Regions from separate parts of the Danio rerio genome. Here region 1 is linked to region 2. The links are chromatin contacts, called in public HiChIP or PLAC-seq maps. All regions are on one chromosome and are shown on one strand. The core of a region is the stretch at or near the end of the contact, and the rest is flanking DNA. Distances in the headings are between cores, read along the strand shown. Region 1 holds the start of irf2bp1 (interferon regulatory factor 2 binding protein 1). Region 2 holds the start of si:ch211-14c7.2.

Region 1 (6,583 bases), core at 2,074-4,573, 160 kb after region 2:
GTGCAAATGTCAACCTTGCCATGAGAAAAATTACGTTTTCACCAAAATACGGAAACTGTTTCTGGGTTTTTTGTGTAAGCAAGTATTTTACAGCACTTTAGAAATACTCAAGAATGAATCTGTCAGTGTTTTCAAACTATTCTATTTGATTTAGCAAAGTCGCACAAGTGGCAATTACACATCCGTCACATCCATAACGGAGAAATGTCACATCCATAACGACACCTTTTCCTCATAAATGTGAAAATATTAAATTAAATAAAACCAAATTTTTAAAAATTATTTTTAGAGAGTCAACTTATATCTTTTTGATTAGCATTGTTTCTTTTGAGTTGTGCAGTTTAATTTACAGAATTTCTACAAAGTATGTTGTGTACTGTAAACCCGCAGACTTTTTTTTTGTCACATCCATAACGTATGTTTATTCTCCTCATTTAATGTACAAAACATGTTTACAGATTGATATTTTTCTGGTCCCTTAACTCTGTGGCGAGCTGTTCTGGAAAATACAAACAAAAGTTTCAATATGATGCCATCATATACTTTCCAGTGAATTTTTGTTTTGAGTTTTTACTGCAGATGTCACATCCATAACACTGGAATTGCTCACAAGTAAATATTTTTATATTACATGCGTGCATTTATATACACATGATACACACACATAATACGTAAACACAAACTTTTATTATGTATGTGATCACTGGGATCGTTTAGAAATCATTCTATTAGGATGATTTATATGAGCTAAAGATGTACGATTTTTTGGTGACATTTGACCAACATTAACACTCTGTTTTCACTTTCAACTCTATATCAATTTGAACGCTTAACTTTTCTATTGTTTAATCTTCTACTGTTTAGTTGGCATTAAACACTGCTCTGCCTTTATAATAGCAGCACTTTTATCTATTTCCTCTCGTTTGCTATTTTAAGCTACTTTATATTTTTATTAAACTCGCTTTACTTTTTACCTTGATCTTCTAACACTAGCAATCTCCTTTCAGTTGTGCATTTCCATTTTATTTACACTTTTAAACTCAAAACAAACTAAAATATCTTTCTTTATCTCTCTCTTCTTTCTCTTTTATATCTAAACTAACTAGAAGTTGTCTAATTATTTGCATGTCTCGTCATTTTGATTGTTTTTAATGTCGTCATTTCACTTTGGATTAAATGTTGAATGTAAATCTAGGACTTGCTGCTACATTTATCATCATCAGTGTTGTGGAACAAATTAATTTGTAGTTCAAAACAAGACTTTAAATTGGAAAATAAATGTTCCCCCATTCAATTTCATGCATGCTTTAGGGATAAAGCCATGGAGTCAAACCTGCTGGTGGCGTTAGGGGTCTCTTTCCTTCTTCACCTTCACATCACCGGCCAGGATTGTGGAGATCTCGCCCTGCATGAAGGCCCACGGCACGTTGGAGCCCACGAGAGGGCACTTCTCTCCACTGGGGCAGTACACCTCACTCCCTGGGCCCTGTCTGCGGATGAAGTCCCGGGTGCAGGGGAAGCAGAACTTATGCCCGGCCACTGATGGACACTGGACGAAGTGGGTGTCCTCCAGACGCTCCTGGCATATGGTGCAGCACAGAGGGGCACCGCCACCGCCAGCTGAACCCTCACCCCCCATAACTGCACTCTGGTCAGTGACGGTGGCCGGGCCTCCTGTGCTGCTGCCAGCAGACGGTTCTCCATTTCGGGACGCCAGTCTCCGCTGACCACCACCAGGTGAAGGACTGGTGCTGTTCTGCCGGCCTGCATTGGCAGAGTGCCCGCTGCTGCCTGGACCATCTTTCGAGGAGGCAGTGCCAACATTGTCAGCCACACTCATGAGCGCTGTGATGGGTGACGGGTCACTACCGTGGCCCTCTGGAGCCTGTCCTGCGCTGGCTAGTGAGGTGGCTGGCATGTGCCCGGGAATGCCAGGATACGCACTGAGCGGCCAGTGCTGCCGCAGCTCCTCAGAGCTCATCCTCTCTGCGCCGTCTGGGTCAGGTGATGCTTTGCGTCTGCGTACTCTGGGTTGTGTTGGGCGGCCGATGTGGCAGAGAGCAGTGGGCAGCATGGAGCAGCTGGCATCCAGGTACGGCTGTGGGAGGGCATCTGGGGCTGGCATTTCTTTGAATGCCCGCACTGCATCGCTGAGGAGCTCTGACAAGAGGCGCCAGTCACCGGTGCCATGCCTTTTTTCATACTCAACATACTTGTAGCCTGAATTAATGACCTTGCCGGTGTCTTTCTGAGAGTCGTGGAACATATGCTTGACCAGTGCCAGTATGCTGGGAAACACATTACCAGAGCCGCACGGGTACTCGATGAAGATCTTCAGCTCAAACTCCACCATCAGCTTGGCGTCAAACGCGAAAACCCTTCCCACCAGGCCGTGGTCCTTCTTGAAGCGGACATTGAACGGGGTGCAGCCAGATAGGGTGTGCAGGGCATCCCGCATGGGTTTAGGGCGTCCTGCCCAGTCGTCTGCCCGGTTGCGCACGCTTTCAGAGAGCTCTGCCAGGGCTTCAGCATTCCTCTGCTTCTCCTTGAACTCCTTTTCGAACTCGGGGGCCATGAAAGACGGCACACCCACACTCAACCCCATGCTCAGGGCCTGTCTTTTGCTGATTTCATTCAGCATGGGGGCAGGAATGGTCAAGGCGGCACTGCCAGCTCGGGGATTAAGGGGCATTGCGGTCAGCAGGCCGTGAGGTGCTCCCACGAGCCCTTGGGCCATCAAATTGGGTGGCACAGCCCCCACCAAAGTCCTCCTCGCAGTAGGGCTCTGCCTACTAACCTCAGGCGGACCTCCGTCTTCTAATCTGGGCAGCCCGTTGGGCAGCCTGGCGGACACATACTCGCCCCTTCCCCGTTCGTATCGCTCGGAGGGCGGTCTGCCGGCCTCCATAGGACCCTCCTTACCCGCAGGACCGTGTTTACCGCCGGGCTGCGGACCCGGAGACCTGCCGTCCTGCATCACATGTGTCCGCTTGAGCTGCCGCGCGGTGTCGATGAGCAGCTCTATCCGGTCCGCGCCCTCGTAGTTGACGCAGCCTCTGCACACCGCCTCGCTAAAGTCCCAGATCATGGCCCACGGCATCTTCGGCAGGTCGCAGAGGTAGCACCACTGCCGCCTGGAAGATGCCTGCGAGGAAGAGGACATATTTGATAGGCCCTCGCGATCTTGCGTTCTCAAATCCACCCTGAATCTCGTTCACAGCCAGCCTCCGAGTGTTCGCGGTCGATTATTCCCTTGTTACGGACGAGTATATGCCACTCTGTGGGATTTTGTGTCATTCAGGATCGAGGTGTTTGATGTTTCAGCCAAATCGTCTGGGCCGCAGAGTTTCTCCTGGAAGACGTTCCAAAAGTTACGCAACTCTGCGCCGCGGAATCATGGGAGATGTAGTTTTCAGCCGCTGATCGCGCTCTTCCTTCGTAGCGCTTTTGCCTAAAAAAACTCGATTCTTTATGCGAAAATAAAATCTCCAAATATTTATTATAGAAAGGTAATATACATTACAACACCTCTGCACTTCCTCTGGCCTATATGCTTATTTTATTAACCGAGGGACATAAATAGTATGCGTCTACTTCAGCATTCATTCATACAACGTATTTTAAAAGATTAAACAACATCTGTATTGTTTTATATTGCACTGTGATGTTGGCTTATGAAAACATAACTGTAATGATCACAGCATAGTCATGCTAAACAAAAGCAGCCCGGTAATGTAGATACATTTGAACACTTGTAATGTTACTGCAAACAAAGCTGTTCGACTGCAAATCCCAGATTGCAAACAGTCGACGCCACTTCCGCTATTCCTAGCGCCCTGTTACAAAAACTTCCGGTGTTATATTCCAGTCCAAATGACGTCCTGGTTAGCGGTTTCGCTTTTTGATTCTGTTCATAAGAACGACGCACACATGCCATTTTACTCCTTAGACACGACGTTAGCATGTTAACAATTTTACAGGCAGCAATCTTATTGTTTTATTTCATCGATTGGTGAAAATATGCTGATTTAAACAGGAAACAACGAATGAGTTTGAGTAGTTTTACTGAATGAATAAATAATAATCATACATATATCATGCAACATACAACAACCTACTACAGCGCAGTTTCAGTGTAAGCCTGTAGCGCGGATTGTTCTTTGTTTTGTAGTGATGATGATGATGATGATGATTGTGTTTCCTGTTTTCCACTTGTGTCTGATTTCCGTTGATCCTCCATGATGACAGTAAGCGCCTCTGTGTTTGTAACTGTAGACGTGCAGAAATGCTTACAAACAGTGTAAAGCCCCTGGATGAGGAACAGTACAGAGATTATGCTGTAGTATCCTCCATATACAAGAAACTAGAGGGAGAAAATGAAATATAATGTAACTCATTAAATGGATTACACACACAGAGAGAGACATAGAGAGATCTGCATTCTCCAAAGCCTGATATAGATCTAATATTAACAAGCACATGTAAACAGTTTTAAATGTTCAAAAGCAAATGTCTTCTGTTGTTTCATATGCCGGTGTGGTGAGGTGTACCTGTGTTGCAATGTCCAGTCCCAGAGCTGTATTGTCCACCACGATGGCAGTAAGTATTGTTTGAAGAGTTAGAGCAACAAAAGAGTTAATGCCAAAAGTCAGAGCGTAACATTCCATGGAGAGGTTCACCGCTATCTGAAACCTTCCACAGAAAGAAAAAGCGTTGATTTCAAGTCTGACAAACTTGTGGAGCACAACACTGGCCCGAGTCTGGAGTCTTCATAACTTTTCAGTTTCAAAACAACCAGATTTCAGGCCCAGATCTAAAAATCTGCTTTACTGTCATACAAGTTACACAAAATATTTTGGTGTCAAATTTCAGACAGTCATAAATACAAAAAAATCAAGCACATTACACACTGGGAAATAATGGATAATTGGATTTAACTTTTTTTTCTTTTTGCAATTTATATGGGCTGATTTTAAACATTAAATTTAGTAATGTTTAACTTAATTTGTTTGTTTAAATTCAGCCATAATAACCATCACCATGTTTTCAGTGCAGGAATGAGCATCAAATAATAATAATAATAATAACTAGATTATTAAAGTTCGTCGAGACAAACTTTAGGCTGGCTTGAGAAAGTCTGTTGGAAATAGTTTGTTTAGTTTAAACAGTTTTAAAAAGTATGAAAAGATGAAAAGTTGATAGATAGATAGATAGATAGATAGATAGATAGATAGATAGATTAAAACAGTTTATAGATAGATAGATAGATAGATAGACAGACAGACAGACAGATAGACAGACAGACAGACAGACAGACAGACAGACAGACAGACAGACAGACAGACAGACAGACAGACAGACAGACAGACAGACAGACAGAGAGAGATAGATAGATAGATAGAAGCAGTTTGAAAAGGATAGATAGATAGATAGATAGATAGATAGATAGATAGATAGATAGATAGATAGATAGATAGATAGATAGATAGATAGATAGATAGATAGATAGATAGATTGTTTCTCAAGCCAGCCTAATAATAATACATATATACAGTTGATGTCTGAATTATTAAACTTTCTGAATTATTATTTCTCTCCCCAATTTCTGTTTAAAGGAAAGAACACTTTTTCAGCACATTTCTAAACATTATAGTTTTAATAACTCATTTCTAATAACTGATTTATTTTATCTTTGTCATGATGACAGTAAACAATATTTTACTAGATATTTTTCAAGACACTTCATTACAGCTTAAAGTGACATTTAGCTTAACCAGGGTAATTAGGTTAACTAGGCAGGTTATTGTATATCGATGGGTATTCTGTAGACTATCTAAAAAAATATAGCTTAAAGGGGCTAATAATTTTGACCTTAAAATGTTTTTTTTTTTTTTTTTTTAAATAAAAACAGTTTTTATTTTAGCCAAAATGAAACAAATAAGACATTCTCCAGAAGAAAAAAATATGATCAGACATACTGTGAAAATTTCTTTGCTTTGATAAACATCATTTGGGAAATGTTTAATCTTGTCAGGCATATAATCATTTTTTATGATATTTTAAAAATACTTTTGTCATTTTACATCTTAATACTTGCCAACTTTCCTTCTAACCATAGGTTTTACCAATTTGTTAGTACATCATAGAACCTTTTTAATAATTTTAAATTTAATAATATTATTAATAAATTATTTGCATATACGGTAATGATGATGTAAATATTAATAATGATAACAATAAAATCACTAGGAGGAGTCTGTTAAAATACAACCCCTGGAAATGGCAAAACTGCACTTTTTTGGCACAGGAACTTAAAAATATCTGAATTCCTGTTGGATTTGAGATTTTGCTTTAAGAGACTTTTTTGTATTGGCATGTTTGATGTGTGTGCCAATTTTCATATGTGTGCGTATGTCATAGCTCGGGGGCCAGTCAAAAACACATAGGTGGCGCTGTTGAGTCATTATACCACACCCACTTCCGAAACCTAAAACTAACGTAAATTTTCGGCACTTCTGGGGCGTGCGCAAAGTTTTGAGTTTTTGGGCATGTTTAGTCCCTCAAAATCACGATTCATTCCAGC
Region 2 (6,396 bases), core at 574-3,073:
CATTATGCATCTATGGTAAATAGTGGATTAATAAATTAACTAATGGTATGGTATGTACACATACACTACCAGGTACTGTCAGTCACATGATCCTTCAGAAATCACTCTAATATTAATTATTATTATTATTATTATTAATGATAGTAATAAGAAAATAATGGAGTACTAATTTCATTTAAAACTACAAACAATAAGAAAGCAGTTATTTAAAATTTTATTAAATATTTAACAGTTACATTTTTTTTACATTTAATAAATGCCGCCTTGATGAACAGATAAGTTTTCTTAAAATAAAAACCATGAAGAAAGAAAAACTGATCCTAAACTATTGATGTATATTTTTTTTTATTACACACACACACACACACACACACACACACACACACACGTTTATTTTTTCCCCAATTTCTGTTTAACGGAGAGATTTTTTCAGCACATTTCTAAAAATAATAGTTTTAATAACTCATCTCTAATGACTACTAGATATTTTTCAAGACACTTCTATACAGCTTAAAGTGACATTTAAAGGCTCAACTCGGTTAATTAGGTTAACTAGGCAGGATAGGGTAATTAGGCAAGTTATTGTATAATGATGGTCAAAAAAAAAAAAAAAAAGCTTAAAGGGGCTAATAATTTTGTCCCTAAAATAGATCAAAAAAAAATCAAAAACTGATTTTATTCAAGCCGAAAAAAAACAAATTAGACTTTCTCCAGAAGAAAAAATCTTATTAGACATACTTTGAAAATGTCCTAGCTTTGTTAAACATCATTTAGGAAATACTTGAAATAATTTAAATAAAAATAAAGGAGGGCTATAATTCAACTGTATATACAGTTGAAGTCAGAATTATTAGCCCCTTTGATTTTTTTGTCTTTCTAATATTTCCCAAATGATGTTTAACAGAGCAAGGACATTTTCACAGTATGTCTGATAATATTTTTTCAGGGGGGCTAATAATCCTAACTTCAACTCTGTGTGTGTGTGTGTATATATATATATATATATATATATATATATAGTATATTTTATTTTTAGTTATTGCAGCTATAATTAAATGATATTGTCATGTCATAAAATATCCATTTAATTTAATAAAATAATTTTTATATTTTATTTTGTAACAGTTTAATTTAAAATGTTTAGTACACATCTACACAAATTCTTTGTTTAAAATGGATTATATTCAATATTAGAACAATTATTACTTTAAGCAATCATACATTGTATACGATATAATCTATATTTCCCTCAGATTTTGTTCGCCTGTCACAAACTATGTCATGATGATCATACAGAGGATGCTGTATTACGTAGTCTACACACACACAATACGTGATCGCATCACTTGCACCAAATCGGGGGAGTCTATCATTAACTAACACTTGCCCACACAGATGAATCCTTACATGAAGCATCCTCGAGGAGGGGGAATTATCCGCATCGCTCCTTTTCGCGTTTTAATACCAGATTATACCCCTACATTTTAAATAACAAATACCCGGGGTCTGTCTTTCTTTGTGCCCGCTTACCTTTACAGTGTGCCAGTCATTTTCCTCGTGCCGAAAGCGATGTCACGAATCACACAATTCCAGCTGTCGTACGTTGTGAAGATGCTTCTGGGCTGAAGGATTTTGCCTTTAACCTTCATGAGGATTTTAGACTGCGCGGAAATTAAGATATCCATTACACCGCTACGTTTAAGGCAGCATATCCGAATACAGACCTACGAATTTTAGTGAAGCCTATTAAATCCCATGTTCATCCTGTGTGCTGAACGTCACGCTACACCTCCGTGTCTCCCCATAGCGCAGGCTGCTTTTACTGGCGATGCAACGCAGATCCTCCGCAATCCCGCGCGTGCGCTCAGCTGACCAATAGCGCGCACGCTGCCGGTGCGTCCACGTTTACGCACGAGCACGACACGCACACGCGCCAACATTACCTCATTATAGCATCTTCATTTACATCTTCAGTCAGTTCTGGTGGGTACAGTAGGTCACCTTGTGTCTTCACCCTTTTGAATCCCTTGTGCACCGTCTCTTTTGGTAGACTTCTTTCTTTTACGCGCGTAATGGCAACTTAAAATGAAAGTTTTGAAACGAGACGTCCCGTTTTGTTGTCTGCTTCCAATTGACAGACTTTGTGGTGAGGTTTTAAGTCACTTTTTGAGAGGAAAATGTCAAAATTTAGGTGAACATGTTTATTTTCATTCATTTATCCATTCATTCATTTTCATTTCAGCTCAGTCCCTTTATTAATCAGGGGTCACCACAGCGGAATGAACTGCCAACTAATCCAGCATATGTTTTACGCAGTGGATGCCCTTCCAGCCGCAACTCAACATTGGGAAACACCCAGGAGCACAACTACACATTTACTGAGGGGTATGCAGGTTCCACCACCACCACCACCGCCAATCCAACTAGGCTATGTTATAACAACAAAGTGATAGTGCTAAAATTTTGCATCAATATATTAAAGATATTTTTTCCTCGTCAACATGATTCAGACAAATACATTCACAATTCTGAACACAACTGAAATAATATGAAGTAGTAAAAGTATAATTACACTAAGCCTGTTAAATCACAAAGAATTACATCTCATCCCAACCCAAATTTCTTCTCAATTTTAATTTCCTCACTAAATGATTATAGCACCTTGACGTCCCTTGCTTTTGTATTTTTTGTACATTTGATAGATAGATATGGAAGTCCTAAAGCGCAAAAGAAAATAAAAATGCAATCACTTCTCATATGCGAGGTGTAAGGTCTGTCTTTGCATTAACAATTGTCTGAAACTGCTATTACACCTCTCAATCTGAAATAAAAAAGATTTTAAAATCTTTAGGGTAAAAAATAAACCAAGACAATCATCCTAAAATGTTCTATTTTATCAAAACGTTATGGGTAAAACATTTTTTTTTGTAACTAAAACTAATTTGAGCAAATAAAAGTTACCAAAAGGCCTGATATATCAATATAACACATAATACATTCATAAAAACATCTATATGGCATGAAAATGGATCTTGATAGAAGGATAATAAACATTTCAGTTCCAAAAAAGTCTAAATATTATGACTATTTGTTCATGTGTCAGTTATAACTTTGGATTTGTGGGGGAAACTGGAGCACCCGAAGAAAACCCACGTCAAAACGTGAGAACATGCAAACTCCACACAGAAACACCACATGGCCAAGCCGGGGCTTGAACCAGTGATGTTGTTGCTGTGAGGCGACAGTGTTAACCACTGTGTCACCCAAATTATCACTACAAATGATAATCTTTGATATGTCACCTATATCACAGTACATTGTGTTGCTACAACAAGAGTTTTATTTTTAAAGGTATAATAATGAAAACAGGTGCTCTCGTTTCCCCCACAATCCAAAGAGATGTGCTATAGATGAATTAAATGTACCAAACTGGCAGTGGTGTATGGGTGTCAATGAGTGGACAGGGCAACTGGAAGGGCGTCCGCTGTGTAAAACAAATGCTGGATAAGTTGGTGGTTCATCCCGCTATGGCGACCCCTGATGAGTAAAGGGACTAAGCCGCACTAAGCTGCACTATTTTTGAAGTCAGAATTTCCACTGTTTTTTCATCTGGATGTTATTTTTATTAGTCACAAAACATTTTGTGTGTGTTCAGTATTACTGTATGTTGCAATGTTGAGTAGTGTTCATTGTTATGCCTGCTGTATCCCTGGAATGGACTGTTTATCGTTAGCGATGCCACACTAGTGGAATTATGTGCAAATGAATAAGGAAAAGGATCAGGAAAAATAAGCTACAACTGATTATAATGTTAACGTTTTATTTAAGTGTTCTATTTTTGCATTAGATAGAGATAAGCATCCTCAAAATGACGGTTTCAGAAAAGCAACACATTACAAACATGCAGTTCAGTACTGAAACCTTAAATATACATATAAAACAGCTGACGTTTAGGCTACTTCTACAACCAAAACAACAAATAGGTTTAAGTTTAAAAAATAAAATACAAGAAAAAAAAATCACACTCAAAGTTTTCAATTCAGAGCCTTCCCTGTGAATAGAAATGCTGTCTGGTACAGCTTTTCACAAGAAATGTAAAGGGAGAAATCGTTGTATTTTTTTTAATGTATTTAAAAGTCACAAAAATGTGCATCACAAAAGTACTCAACATCACAAGCTTTTTTGTGTGTCTTTTCTGTACAGATCGTGCATATAAATATGTAAAAATAGTACATATATTTGTAATAATATCTAAAATAAACACAATTCCATAACAACACCCAAAAACCACAGAAACAAACCAGGCATCAAAAAAAAGCAATATAATATTTTCAAAATGCTTTAAAACTCTTCAATATAAATGGCATACGGTGCCAGGATTGCACAAGAAACGCAAAAACCAAAATAAATTCAATGTCTTTAAATATCTTTGGGTCTGGGCATGTGTAATGCATGTGTACATGTGTGATCTGAGACAGATCTTTACAAATATATCAGTTCGAAGTGTCATACAGAGTGGCAAAACATGAAAATAAGGTCTACAATAAATAAATAATACTGTTTGTAACTACATATTTGCTGTGTTTGCCTAAATCAGGGTCCTGGAGGGCGGGTGTCCTGCATAGTTTAGTTCCAACTTGCTTCAACACACCTGCCTGGGAGTTTCTAGTATACCTACTAAGAGCTTGATTAGCTGATTCAGGTGTCTAATTGAGGTTGAAACTAAACTTTGCAGGACACCGGCCCCCCAGGACCAAGTTTGGACACCCCTGGCCTAATAGAACAAATCATTTTTGCAAAAATATATTTGAGCCAATATATTTCCCTACCTATTCAGTAACTGAGATGCTTATTGTTTGGAGCTGCTAGTTTTTGTTTCTGTATACTTTGTCATCTTAGTCACTACAGTACGAGTTCCCTCTGTTTTGCTTGTCGTATGCTCCGAGGACATTTCCTGGGTCAAATATTCAACGCTTGGCATCTTCACATAGAAACCTCCAGAGGCTTGCTCACTAGAGCCAGGAATAGAGGACTTGCTTGCTTTCGGAGAGCTTTCTGGAGTGATGTGAAGGATGCCGGTAGAATGGGGACTGAGGGTTACTTTGGGTACTTTGAACCATGTCGTCTCCTCTCTTTCTTCACTTTTCTTTAAAGAGACAAATCCAGCTGATTCAATGTGTGCTGGCGACTCTGATCCCTCCCGTTCTGCCAACATTTCAGTCCGTGCTTTTGAGGACACTAAAGTGCCAATCTCCTGTACCTCCTCATCCTTCCCTGGTTTCTTCTTAAGACCTGGGAAAGACATTGTGCTTGATGTCGTCTTTGTCTCCTTGGTCTCTTTGAGTTCCCATGAGGTCTCTTTCCTCATGCTTATTTCCAGTTCCTCTTCTGTGTCTTTTGAATATGGTGAGAAAAACTCCAACTTGGGCAATTTAAGCTTCCCAAACTTTGCTCTTTCATCTTTGTCGCCGCCATTTAGACTTGGACTTGCTCCATCATCAGACCCACTTGGTGTTACATCAAACGATCCTTTTTGGCCTGATGAAAATGTGACTTTGGGCAACTTAAGCTTTCCAGTTTTTGACTTTCCTTCAAATTCAACCTCCTCTCCGTAATGTATTGCTTTCCCCTTTTCTGTTGACTTGCCAAAACTCTGCTTCATTGTGATCTTTGTCTGCTTGAGCTTTTCTTTTTCGATTTCGGCACTTGTTTCACCAGCTGCACTTGCAGAGCTCTCCGTTTGTGGATTCACCATGACAAAGACTGCTTTCGTTACCTTTGGCAAACGTGGGCCCTCGTATTCTACTTCAGAGTCTACAGGTATTGAGTGACCTTTTATCTGAAGTGGCGTGATGTTGGCTTCAGGTGACGTTAAAGAAGGGAGAGGTATCCCAAACTTTGGAATTTTGATTTTCTGCTTTTTGTCTCCTTCAGAAAAGTTAGTTTCAACTTGGGCTGTGCCAATGTCAAAATCAATTTCAGGAATTTTTGGTGCTTGTAAATCAGCTTTTAAGTTCGCATCAGCTCCTTTCTCAGTCTTGTTTATGTCAGTTCCTGATGCAGATACCTTTACTTTTGGCATTCCGATATTAAATTTAGACCCTTTAACTTTTGGCCCCTTTGGATCTTGCGGTTCATTCTTCTTTTTATTCTTTTTGTTCCTTTTTCCTTTTTTCGACAAGTCAAGATCCAGCCCTAGGTCTGCACCAGGGATCTCTATATCTGTAGTTTGCATTGTCAACGTTTTATCCTCATCAGACAACTCTGCATCTTTAGACATTCCTATATGTACTTTGGGGATTTTATCAGTGTCTACTCCCACAGATCCTGAAGCCTCAGGGTCAACTGTTTTGGGGTAATGATGCGGTAATGATATATCCACTTTAGGCATTGTTA

Evidence for each region. HiChIP or PLAC-seq counts read pairs in DNA pulled down with a chosen protein or histone mark.
Region 1: a contact with region 2 is called in an H3K4me3 HiChIP or PLAC-seq map of gastrula embryo, with 2.6 times the contacts expected there. The contact joins the promoter of irf2bp1 here to the promoter of si:ch211-14c7.2 in region 2. A contact is called at or near these places in 1 of 18 Hi-C or Micro-C datasets (an unstated tissue) and 2 of 4 datasets of contacts at active chromatin or transcription factors (embryo and gastrula embryo).

The regions. Positions count from the first base shown.
Region 1 is chr18:49,368,462-49,375,044 of GRCz12tu, forward strand. It overlaps irf2bp1 (interferon regulatory factor 2 binding protein 1), which reads right to left and starts at 3,324. Exons shown (of 2, transcript NM_001044354.2): 1 at 1,334-3,324. The coding sequence starts at 3,163. The coding sequence ends at 1,346. slc19a3b (solute carrier family 19 member 3b) reads right to left here. Exons shown (of 5, transcript NM_001044707.1): 4 at 4,551-4,692; 5 at 4,118-4,309. The coding sequence ends at 4,118.
Region 2 is chr18:49,207,952-49,214,347 of GRCz12tu, forward strand. It overlaps si:ch211-14c7.2, which reads right to left and starts at 1,824. Exons shown (of 6, transcript XM_001920354.7): 1 at 1,531-1,824. prx (periaxin) reads right to left here. Exons shown (of 8, transcript XM_068214972.2): 8 at 3,801-6,396. The coding sequence ends at 4,850.